Regions from separate parts of the Gossypium hirsutum genome. Here region 1 is linked to region 2. Evidence: chromatin contacts called from public Hi-C data. All regions are on one chromosome and are shown on one strand. The core of a region is the stretch at or near the end of the contact, and the rest is flanking DNA. Distances in the headings are between cores, read along the strand shown.

Evidence for each region. A called contact is a pair of places that touch in the nucleus more often than the background predicts.
Region 1: a Hi-C map of leaf shows a contact between it and region 2, with 2.3 times the contacts expected there. The contact joins the promoter of LOC107901573 here to the promoter of LOC107901567 in region 2. A contact is called at or near these places in 4 of 34 Hi-C or Micro-C datasets (all in leaf).

What each region holds. Positions count from the first base shown.
Region 1 is chrD06:22,103,095-22,108,689 of Gossypium_hirsutum_v2.1, forward strand. LOC107901573 reads right to left here and starts at 3,979. Exons shown (of 4, transcript XR_005914544.1): 1 at 3,201-3,979; 2 at 2,638-2,723; 3 at 2,007-2,168; 4 at 464-1,104.
Region 2 is chrD06:21,974,555-21,979,878 of Gossypium_hirsutum_v2.1, forward strand. LOC107901567 (eukaryotic translation initiation factor 3 subunit L) reads right to left here and starts at 1,417. Exons shown (of 8, transcript XM_016827625.2): 1 at 964-1,417; 2 at 57-215. The coding sequence starts at 1,335. It also overlaps LOC107901568.

The sequences.
Region 1 (5,595 bases), core at 2,729-5,228, 130 kb after region 2:
AAATATATAATTTAATAAATTTCTTAATATAATTATTCTTATATTAATTTACTAAAATCATAATATATAATAATATAAAAAAAATATTTAATCTCATTTATTATTTTTAAACCGCAATACAAATTTAATGTGCTAAAACATCATTAGTGAATCAAATAATTTAATTATTCTAAAAAAATAGAAGTAATAAATAACTTGAAAATTATATTTTGCGTAAATATAATATTCAAATATTAACAAACATACGCTAAATTAAATTTCATGTATAATTTTAAAATTTACCCCAAAGATTTAGTGTACTTCTTGACCTGAACTTGAGAATTAAGTTTATTTTAGTACTTGTATATTTTTTGTCCACTTTAATAATTGAACTTGACAATTAGATATATTTTAATCTTTGAACTTGAAATATATAAAATTTTATTGACATAACACTTTAATAACTGAACTTGACACTTAGATATATTTTAATCTTTGAACTTGAAATATATAAAATTTTATTGACATAACACTTTAAGATTGTCTCACAGCATTAAATTTGGACGGAATATAAATTCATAGTCAAAATAGACCTACTAGTAAAGTTAGATACTAAAGTAGACCCCAACAACATATAAGTATCAAAACGGAACTAGCTCACAAAGCGAAACTTCTTATGAAAGAAGATAAACAAATTGTGCTACTTGAAGGGAACAACACTGGCACTGGAAAAACATTTCGTGGTTGAGGACATAAAATCTCTTAAGCACTGCATCCAGGTTATGAGCTACTCACAGCAACACAGATCGCTGGGAAATAATGTGCCAAATTACCTTTTGTATCTCTTCTTGGAACCACATGGACAAGGAGCATTATGACTCATTTCTCCACTCTTTACCATATTAAATTTGGCAAGATCCAATGGTGTTGAACCCATTAGCCTTTGCACCTGCAAAAGATAAAAAAATAAAACGAATGACATTTCCAATGGAGAAAGAGAGAGATGCATAAACTAATACTTGTCATTGATGTTTTAAACTGTGGGAGAAACATTCATCCGAACTCAAATGCGAATTTCAGCAACTGAAGATGAATGAAGGCAGACATCTCAGTCTTTTAAGCAATCTGGCATTGAACCAAAAAAGCATAACGCAGATCAGCAGACCAAACATCTGTAACTCTATGTTAGTTAGACTCTTTCTTTTCCTTTATGCATCCATGTTTGATGCAAGCCTGGGACCATAATGAATATAGGGAGATAATCCTCTAAAAATCCTTCAAATACATTAAAAAAATTGGACAAAAAATGAACATAACACACCCATGTCAAATATATATATCAGACACTCAAACTATAGTCTGAACAACAAGATATACAATCATCATTTTGACTCAGATAATATGCATAACTAACTCCCCTACCTTCTTATACAAATATCTTACTTATCTTTCAAATAGCTCATCCTACATTCAACATCATATTCACCGAGCAGCAGCCAAAAGACAAAAATACATTAACTTAGAGAATTTAATATCAGAAAAATTGAGCAATAAGCATAAATACACTAGCTCATACATTTTAATCATTCAACATATGATTAGCAAAAACATAACTGAAAAAAACCAGTGGTGAACTAGAGGTGCTCATGGGTCGGGTGGCCCGGCCCGGCCCGACGGCCCGCTCGAAATATGGGAGGGTTTGAGTAAAAATATAGGCCTGAAATATGGGCTTGGGCAAAAAATGAGGCCCGTTTAGAAAACGGGTCGGGCCTCGGGCACCACTTTTTTGGCCCGGGCCCGACCCGACCCGGCCCGGCCCGGCCCGGCCCGATATAATAAACATATTTATTTTTTAATTTTAAAATTTTTTTAATTTTAAAAATAAATTTTTTGTATTTATTAAAAAAATAGGCCGGGCCGGGCTCAGGCTTATGATTTTTTTCTCGGGCTGGGCCTAGACAAAATTTTAGGCCCATATTTCAGGCCAGGCCGGGCCCGACCCATGAGCACCTCTATGGTGAACCTACCTCAGCAAAGTTCTTTGGCATCGGTTTGCCTTCCTCTTTCAGCTTAACCATCTTCTTATGAACTTCTTTAGCCCATGTGAACTTCGTAAGCGCATTCTCAACGTCTAAGAAGGTACATCTAATAAGTTAGATGTTATCCCTTTCTCACTCTTAAAGGTACATCTAGTGAAAAGAAAAGTTCAAAACAAATTAAATTAAAGAGAGCTTCAACCAAACTGCTTCTTTTAATGCTTAACACCTTAACAAAAAGTGTGCCTAGGCACACCAAGCAAGCGCCTAATCAAATGCACCTTGTCCAAAAATATCCAAAGCACTTAATCAACTTTGTCCTATCTACTGTTAGGTAAAGGTAGCCTTCAAGAAGGTAACATAGGTTAATTCTTGTTTAAGTTTTATTGATTGTTGTAAATGTTGTATAAACGTGCAAACAATTTACCTATAAACTTAGTATAGGTAGCCTTCAAGAAGGTAACACAGCAACACTAGCATTGAAATTTAGTTCAAGCAATGAAATAACAGCTGTAAAGAAAAGCACTCCTACAGACGCCAGTGAAACCATAGTACAAGTAAAGTATAAAGAATTCCAAGTTCACTGTTCAAAAATGAAGAAAAAGGGTATCAATGTTTATACCTTTACAGCTCGCCAATGATCTAAACATTCACGATGTACATATTTTGATGTTCCTTTGCACTTGCAAGGAGCAATAAAATCTCTACCTGAGGAAAACAATTGCACATTGAACTAGTTATTAGCACAAGTTCCTTCAAACAACACCCTTAGCAACAAAAATTAAGTTTAACAACACCCTTAGCAACAAAAATTAAGTTTTCTTTTTTTCATAATTATTAAACATTATTGTGTAGGATGACCAAAAAAATTTACTGCGAAGGAATTATTTAAAATAAAAAAAAAGGGAATTGAAAATAATTAAATTGCTATTTTTATCTTCTCTAATTTTGTTTAATAATCCAATCAGTTTGGTCGCCAAACGAAAAAATTAAACCCGTTATACTAGAGTGATGTACATGGTTGGATTTTGAAGGAAAAAACAGACCAGATTTTTTTCGAGAGGAAGGCTTAAAATATGCAAAGTGATCGTGATTCATAGCACAATCGATGAAACTAATTTTTTAAAATTTCTTTAAAAAAAGGAAGTTAAATTTGAGGAAATAGGGTTTAAAAGTAGAACATACCGTCGGTTTCGAGGCAAATTCGACACTGAATTTGATCGGCTAGACTGGCCTCGAGGTCGATCTCGTTAGGGTCGGTGTCGGTGGGGGAGCCATGAGAGGCAATTCCTCCGATTGATCGCTCATTGTCGATTAACAAATAAACAGAGGAAATAGCCATTTTCGATAATAATAATTAATTTATAGAGAGAAAAATGAGCAATCTTGAATTTCTCTTCTCTGATTCTTGAAGCTGATATTGATGTCTTTTTTATGGTTCTTTCAGCGGAATTTCAACATCAGTAATGAAGGAAAAAAGGGAAATAAGATAAAGGGAAATAAGAAGGAAAAAAGGGAAACACAGATATGGAAAGGAAAGAAGAAGATGAAGCTGAGGGAAAAAAATGAAAAGGGAAAAAAAATACTCCCGTGGAATGGAATGGCTATTCAGCGATGAAGGAAGGGAATGCGTTTTCCCGTAATAGAACCTAAATGGATTCAGACTGTATTACCATTACAGCCAACCAAACTAATGTTTGGTAGTGGGCCCACCGATTTGGGGGAATGCATTCCTATTCCCCCAACCAAACATGTTGTTAATGTCTTTTGCAACAAAAGGTCCTTTGGAGGGGTATCAATACTTTGGGCATTTAATGCCTCAAATTAGTGATCGTTAATGCTTTTAGTATTGATACAAAATTAATTTTATCGATACTTTCTATGAGGTATTGATACCTTGGAGAGGATATCGATACTCGGGAAAATTTTATTAAATTTTAAAAATATTGAACCTCAAAATAGTATTGATACCAGGAAGGCTATCGATAAATTTTGGAAGGTGTTGATACTCTCTTTAAGGTATCAATAGTTTTTATTTTTACGTAATTTTCTTAAACATTGAAGCTTAAATTAGTATCGATACTAAGTAGGGGAATTGATAAAATAAGGAAGGTATCAATACTTTTGATTTTTGCTAAATATTTTTGAACTTCAAAGCTGAAATTGGTATTGATACCAGGTATGATTATCGATTGTAACATTTCGTTTTTAGTGAAATCGAAACAGTAGTTTCGAGACCATAAATTTGACGATTAAATTATTTTTTTTATTTTAATGTCTATGGAATGTAGTAAGGTGGTATAAAAATTTCGTTAAGAAATTTTGATGTTTGCATGCTTAATTAAGTGAAAAGGACTAAATCGTAAAAGATGCAAAAGTGAAGTTCTCTTAGTAAAAAGGGACAAATGGCTATGAAAATTTAATGTAGGAGGACCTAGATGGTAATTAGAACATTTTTATAGTTAGTGGACATTCATTACAAGGTTTTATTGAAATTTTGAATATTTTTAAAGGGCAAAATGGTAAAATAGTAAATAAATCACAAAAAAAAGAAAAAAGAGATATCACCTTCAAATCATCTTCTTCAACTGATTCTTTCGTCCATGGAATATCTTCATGCATAGTAGGTTTTTCAAGCTCGTTTTAGTGATTTTTATATTTTCGGGATCGTTGTAGCTTAACCAAGCTATCCCGAGGATCAATTTGCAAAATTGTTAATGATATAGGGTTTTGAAATGAATGTTCTTACATGATTCTTGATGTTTAATGAAAGATTATGAGTCCTTGTTGATAAAGAAACTAGTTTTGTAAAGTGATTTTTGATAAAAATGGCATTTAGGGACTTATTTGTAAAAATGATAAAAGTTCATGGTGAAATTATGAAATGATGTTTTGTATGAATTTCTATAGGTCTCTAGTGAATGCATCTAGAATGAGATGGGGATTAAAAGGTTTAAATTTCAGTTTATGAGCTTAAGGACTAAATTGTAAAAAAAGTTAAGATGTTAAGGGCAAAATTATAATTTTTCAAAAATATAAATACAGAATGAATTGAATATAGAAGAATTAAATGGATTGAATTTTTCTATTTAGATCAAGATAGACCATGTACAAATCTAGATCGAGGAAAAGCTAAAGCCTCGGATTAGTCAATCTCATTTCTACGCCCTCATCGTTGAGGTAAGTTCGTATGAATAAGTATAATTTCTAATGGTAGTTCTGATTATATGTTATTATGTTAATTTTCATATAATTAAATGATGATTATCCAACAATACCATGACGGTTATCGAGCCCCGTTTGAACATTAAGAATTCGTAGGATACAAATGACATGTTATTAGGGTTTTCATGTTTCGGGTGCTGGTCTTGAATGTCCTACCGATGGCTGAGGTCCTGCATTTGTTGCGGGTACTCCACAGCTCGTGTGAGCAGCATTGTATAGCTTACATTTTGACCCACACTTCGTGTGAGCAAGCCCATTTCATAGCTCGTGTGAGCAACGATGTAAAGGAAAGGTTACGGTTATATGTTTAGCACATTTCGTGTAAACTTTCCTGAGTATTCGATGATATTCTAAA
Region 2 (5,324 bases), core at 167-2,666:
TTGAAATTACATTCTGCTTTAAGTAGCTATCACTGAATCAGCAGGAATTACATTACCTGATCATATTGACGGAGAAGAGCGATTTCTTGCTCGGTTTTATTCTTCATTTTAGCTCTGTATTGACAAAAACTCTGGAATTGGTACACAAACTCATCCACCATGTCCCACAACCATTGATTAGGTAACTGCATGTTAACTACCCTATGCAACACAACCTGAACCAAAACCAAACCAATAAAATCTAGGATGAGCAAAATCTATCCAAACTAACTAACTTAACTGATAGCCTCAAGTCAAGTCAGTTATAATTCGATTATGTCAGCCATTAAATAGGTTAAGTCAATCAGTAATCAATTATTGACTTTGTAACTAAATAGACCCCTTAGTCAACTAATATATATTATTTTAATTTTCTAAATATGTATAATTTATAATAAACATATCATATATAAAATTTTAACCAAAGCCCCCAACTGATTCCGTATTTCATTTCTCATGCTTAGAAGAAAACAAGAGAAAAAGGAAAAAAAATAAATTTTCAGTTTAACCGACTGAAACGATCCAAGTTAAGACAATACACTCGATGGGCTTCTTGATTATGAGATTGATCAATAAGGATAAGTCAATCGGTTAGTCGAATAAAGTATCAAATTCATCAGTTAAGTTGATTTTCTACAACTGAACCTATCAATTGCACTTCCATAATCAAATTAATCGGCGTCACAAAATCACAGATACTGATACATAGTTTAATCGACCGAACGACCGAAGTTAAGGCAGTATAATCTATGAGTTAGTTGATTAGGAGATTGATCAGTTAATTCGATCGGTTAGTTGATTAAGGTATGAAATTGATCAGTTAAGTCGAATTTCGATTTTTACTCAGTTGCTCTTCGAATTCCATAATCAATTAATCGGCGTCACCAAATCACAGATATTCATACACAATTTATAAGTAATTACCTGAAAGAGGCTACAATAATTATCCCAAGAATCGATCCTCTGCTTAAGAGTGGGAGAAAGGCGAGCATAGAGATGGCGGAACCACATCTCACGGTAAAGGAGGCAAAAGACTTGGTCGTTGTCGACGTAATGAGCGACGGCGTCAACGGAGGGCCAAGGAGTGTCTTTGAAGAGGCGGTCGGAGAGGGTTTGGAATGAGATCTCGTACATTTGGTGAATCTCGTACACATTTTTCTCGCGAATGTGACGGTATAAGTGGACGACAAACGACCTAACGGAGTCGGGAACGAAGTTCGGGTCGTAGCCAAGGTCTTGGTGGCGGCCTTCGTCGTAGGTGGCGGGAGCCTCCTCGTAATCATAGGTGGTTGCCATTGCTGAAGTCGAGGCCCACGATGAAGGAACTCGAGAGCATGGACCGTCGACTGTGAAACGAGAGTGGGGGAGAAATTAGGGTTTAGTGAAGAAAGAACATTATAAAAGTTGTTGGGCTCAATTTGTGGCCCATTCCCATGATTTAAATCTAATCAAACCCACCAATTCTAATGAAATATGAGAAATTAAATGCAAAAAAAGAATTCATATATTTTTAATATAAACATATACAGTATCAAGTTGATTAAGATGAGCAATTTGATACAAATAATTTATATCTAATCATTTACCAATTTAACCCCTTTCAAAATTCAATTTGTATAAACTTTTACTTGCCCAGGAGACAAATTATTAAAAGAAAATATAATTTTACATTTATTTTCCTATTTTTAGTTGATTGCACAAAACATTCTAAAATTATATCAAAATAGTAATACCTCATAATTGATACTATATTAATCATAACAACATAGCTCAAACTTTTCATATTTATTTTAAGTACCCATATCCAACACTCATGTCTAACACATGAATGTGGAGACCAGATCTCCAAAAATCCTCCAAATACATGAACAAAATTCATTCATGAGTCGAGTAATATAAAAATCAAGTAATACTCACACTTAGGATGATGAAAGGCACAATCAGGTGAATAACTTTGAGTGATTTCTTTTTTCTTTCAATTACTGAATTTTGAAGTTTTGAGGACCTAGTCCGGCAAGTAAACAAGCTATACAAGAAAGACTAGTTAAAACGCTCTTTCATGGCTAGGGCTCAAAACACAAAAGGACAACAGCTCACCCTGGCTGGTGAACTTTTCACAAGCTATCAAAGTCGGTTACTGTGCCCGACAACCGGACATCATGATTGTTGCTACAGTTAAAAGCTGTTCTGCTCATGAGCTATTGGTATTTGGTTCAATGGCTCTTAAGCTTGAGCTTCCACACTCCAAAATTTCCCCAAAAAAGTGTGAACACTGGGAGACTTGATACATGAATCACACTCTCTGCCTGTTAGAACTTGTACGTGTTACGTGAGGCACTTCGTGGTAACTCTCAGGTTCATCTTCTTCATCAGATGATAGAAGGGATGATCCCATCCACGCTTTGAAGCCTTCATTAACACGCCTTTCCACATCTGGGGTGACTTCCAAGGGGTTAGCCTCCAACATTTCTAAACCAAGGGTTTGACTACCAAATTCTCCTTCATCAAGAATTATGGCTGCTCTCCTTCTTAGGAAGATGGCAGTTCCTCCATATAGAATCACCAGCCCCATGAAGCAATCTCGTAGCACCAAAACAGGGGCAAAGAGCAGCTACTTCCTAATGTGAGGAGGCTTGAGCCCAAGAACAAAGCAAGAAGACCAAAAATGAGAGCAAAAACCGCATTCAAAATAGACAAGCAGCGAACTCCACCTGTAGATTGGAATAAAGTTACTATGGCATCTCAACATTTATGTTGTTCAGACTCTTCATTTTTCTTGAAATACTCGTGTCTGACACTCATATCCAACACACGAATATGGAGATATGACTTCCAAAGATCCTCCAAATACATGGAATAACTTTTAAAACTAACCATATCTGATCTATGAAATCTATACATCCATATATGGGAAAAAAAGAGGCAAAATAGTAGTTATATGGAAGCAAGAAAATATTAGCAGTTAGGTGACCTCGAAGAAAACCTAGCATATGGATAAGTACTCAAGCTGCTAATTCTGTTCATAGCTTAATAGGACCAATGTTTCAATTTATACTTGCGAAAGGATGAACCCAAGAAAGAAGATGCTAACTAGAAACAAATTCAAATTCAATTCCCGTTTTGATTCGTAATACAACACAGTTCACAAACTAGAACTTGCCTGACAAGTGACAACTTATACTTCATCACGCGGTAAAGAAGTTTGCTTTAAATCTCCAATTTGCAAGCAGTGAGAAAACAGTTATTCTCAAGTCAATAAATGAGAAATAGAGCATACCTCTTTTTGAAGCACAGTAATTATTTTCAACCACCTTTAAACATCCATGCCTAGTTGGAGCAGAATAAGCAACAACAATTCCTAAATCATCAGCAAAACCATTAGGGACTGAAACAAGAGAAAGCGAAGTCATATAAAGACTGCACACCAGCAAGCCAGGATAATTACTTTATGGAAAAATGACAAGAAATTAAACACATATAGAAGAAAATTCAAAGACCCAAGATCAAAGCAATTCTCACAAAATCTAGCACTAGACAAACCAGGCATATAACATCAAGCAAAAAGAAACAATAGCCATTAATGAAGCAAACATAATAATCAAAATAACATACATGAAAAACACAATTCTAAAATCAGGTTCCAACATTCTCAGGAACGCAGATTAGTTTAGGACAACGAAAATTAGAACGCAAATCACTATTTATGAAATATAGTTCGATACAGGTAGTCTTTTTCGGTTTAGTAGAAACAAAATACAAATGTTTTCTGAAACTTATAAACATAGTTTTTGAGTTTATATAAATTCATAATTCTAAATAAATAATTCTGAAGTTAGTGAATTGCTTGTTTTATTCAATAACTTTATAATAAACTATATGCTAATGATATCGTTAGCCTTACTAAATTGGACCGCTAGCATTCCCTGATTAGGATCATGCATACTAATTAAAAAATGGACAGGAAGATAGCGATTTCTAGAAATAAAGTTTTAACCAGGATATTCATCTCCTACTAAATTTTCCAATTCACAATGTATAACTAAAGGAAAGATAATCTTTAAATTTCTTTGCCATGATACTCATCTCCTACTAAAATTTCCAGTCAAAATTTTCTGATACTGAAAATAATAAACAATAAGAGAACTTTATAGCCTCTCTAATTCAAGATTCAATGCCAATCTTCAACTTTCTATTATTATTTTTAACACTCTCATTATAAGTTCTGATTACACCTGTTCTTTTTGACACAATACTTAAAACTACTCATAACCCTTCTCTAACCGATAAATAATAAGATAATGTGCTTCAGCGCACTCAAACCCTTTTTACACAATGCTTAGAACTACTCATTCTCCCTCCCCAACCGATAAATAGTAAGATAACACGCTTCAGCACACTCGAACCCTTTTTTACAAAATGCTTCGAACTACTCGTTACCCCTCCCCAACTAATAAATAGTAACATAATATGTTTCAGCGTTTCAGCGCACTCGGACACTTGGGTTACTATATTGGCAACAATATCTAATGTACATATCAATTGAGCTAAAACTCAATCGACCAAAAGCTTACTTTTTAGAACATGCAATTATTGTGTACCCTCCATTCATTTCTAAATAAGATCTCGAAAGAAAATTTAATACTCGCTAAATAATTTTCTCTTAAAGGAAATCAAAGAGTAAATGAACCGAATTCATACTGACCTGCCACCAGATACACAGCTGAAGCCAAAAAAATGATCATAGATGGAATGAACACAACCAGCCAATAGTAGTCTACGGTTTCTTGATCAGTCAAATAAAATGCTCCGGGAAACAGATCTGGATCGCCGACACCTCCACCTTTAGGATTCAACGGCAAAGGCTGCAGTCTCCGGTCATCGCAAAACGGTCGCTTCAAATCATCTCCCGGAAACACAATCTTCAAGCTTATAATCATGCAAACGAAGATCGCAACACAAATGATCACTATGGAACCGATTAAGATCGGCCTTTGTAGCTTCGTCCAAGCTTTATCTTCCTCCCGTAGGCTCTCGTACTCATGCTTCGGCATAAACGCTTGCCGTAGCGCGTCGCCTAGAATCGCCATTGGAAGCTTTAAAAACCCCTACCTCAGATTGAAATTCTAAATTACCCTCTCTAAGTATTTTCTTCAAAAATGTGAAAAATGCAAAAAAGGGAAATATTAAACCCTGATTGCGGTACTTAGAAAATTAAGAAATAAACTTTTTTTGTTTTGAAAGGATGGAGAACGAATTGATTGGAATTAATTTTAACTAGGGTTTAT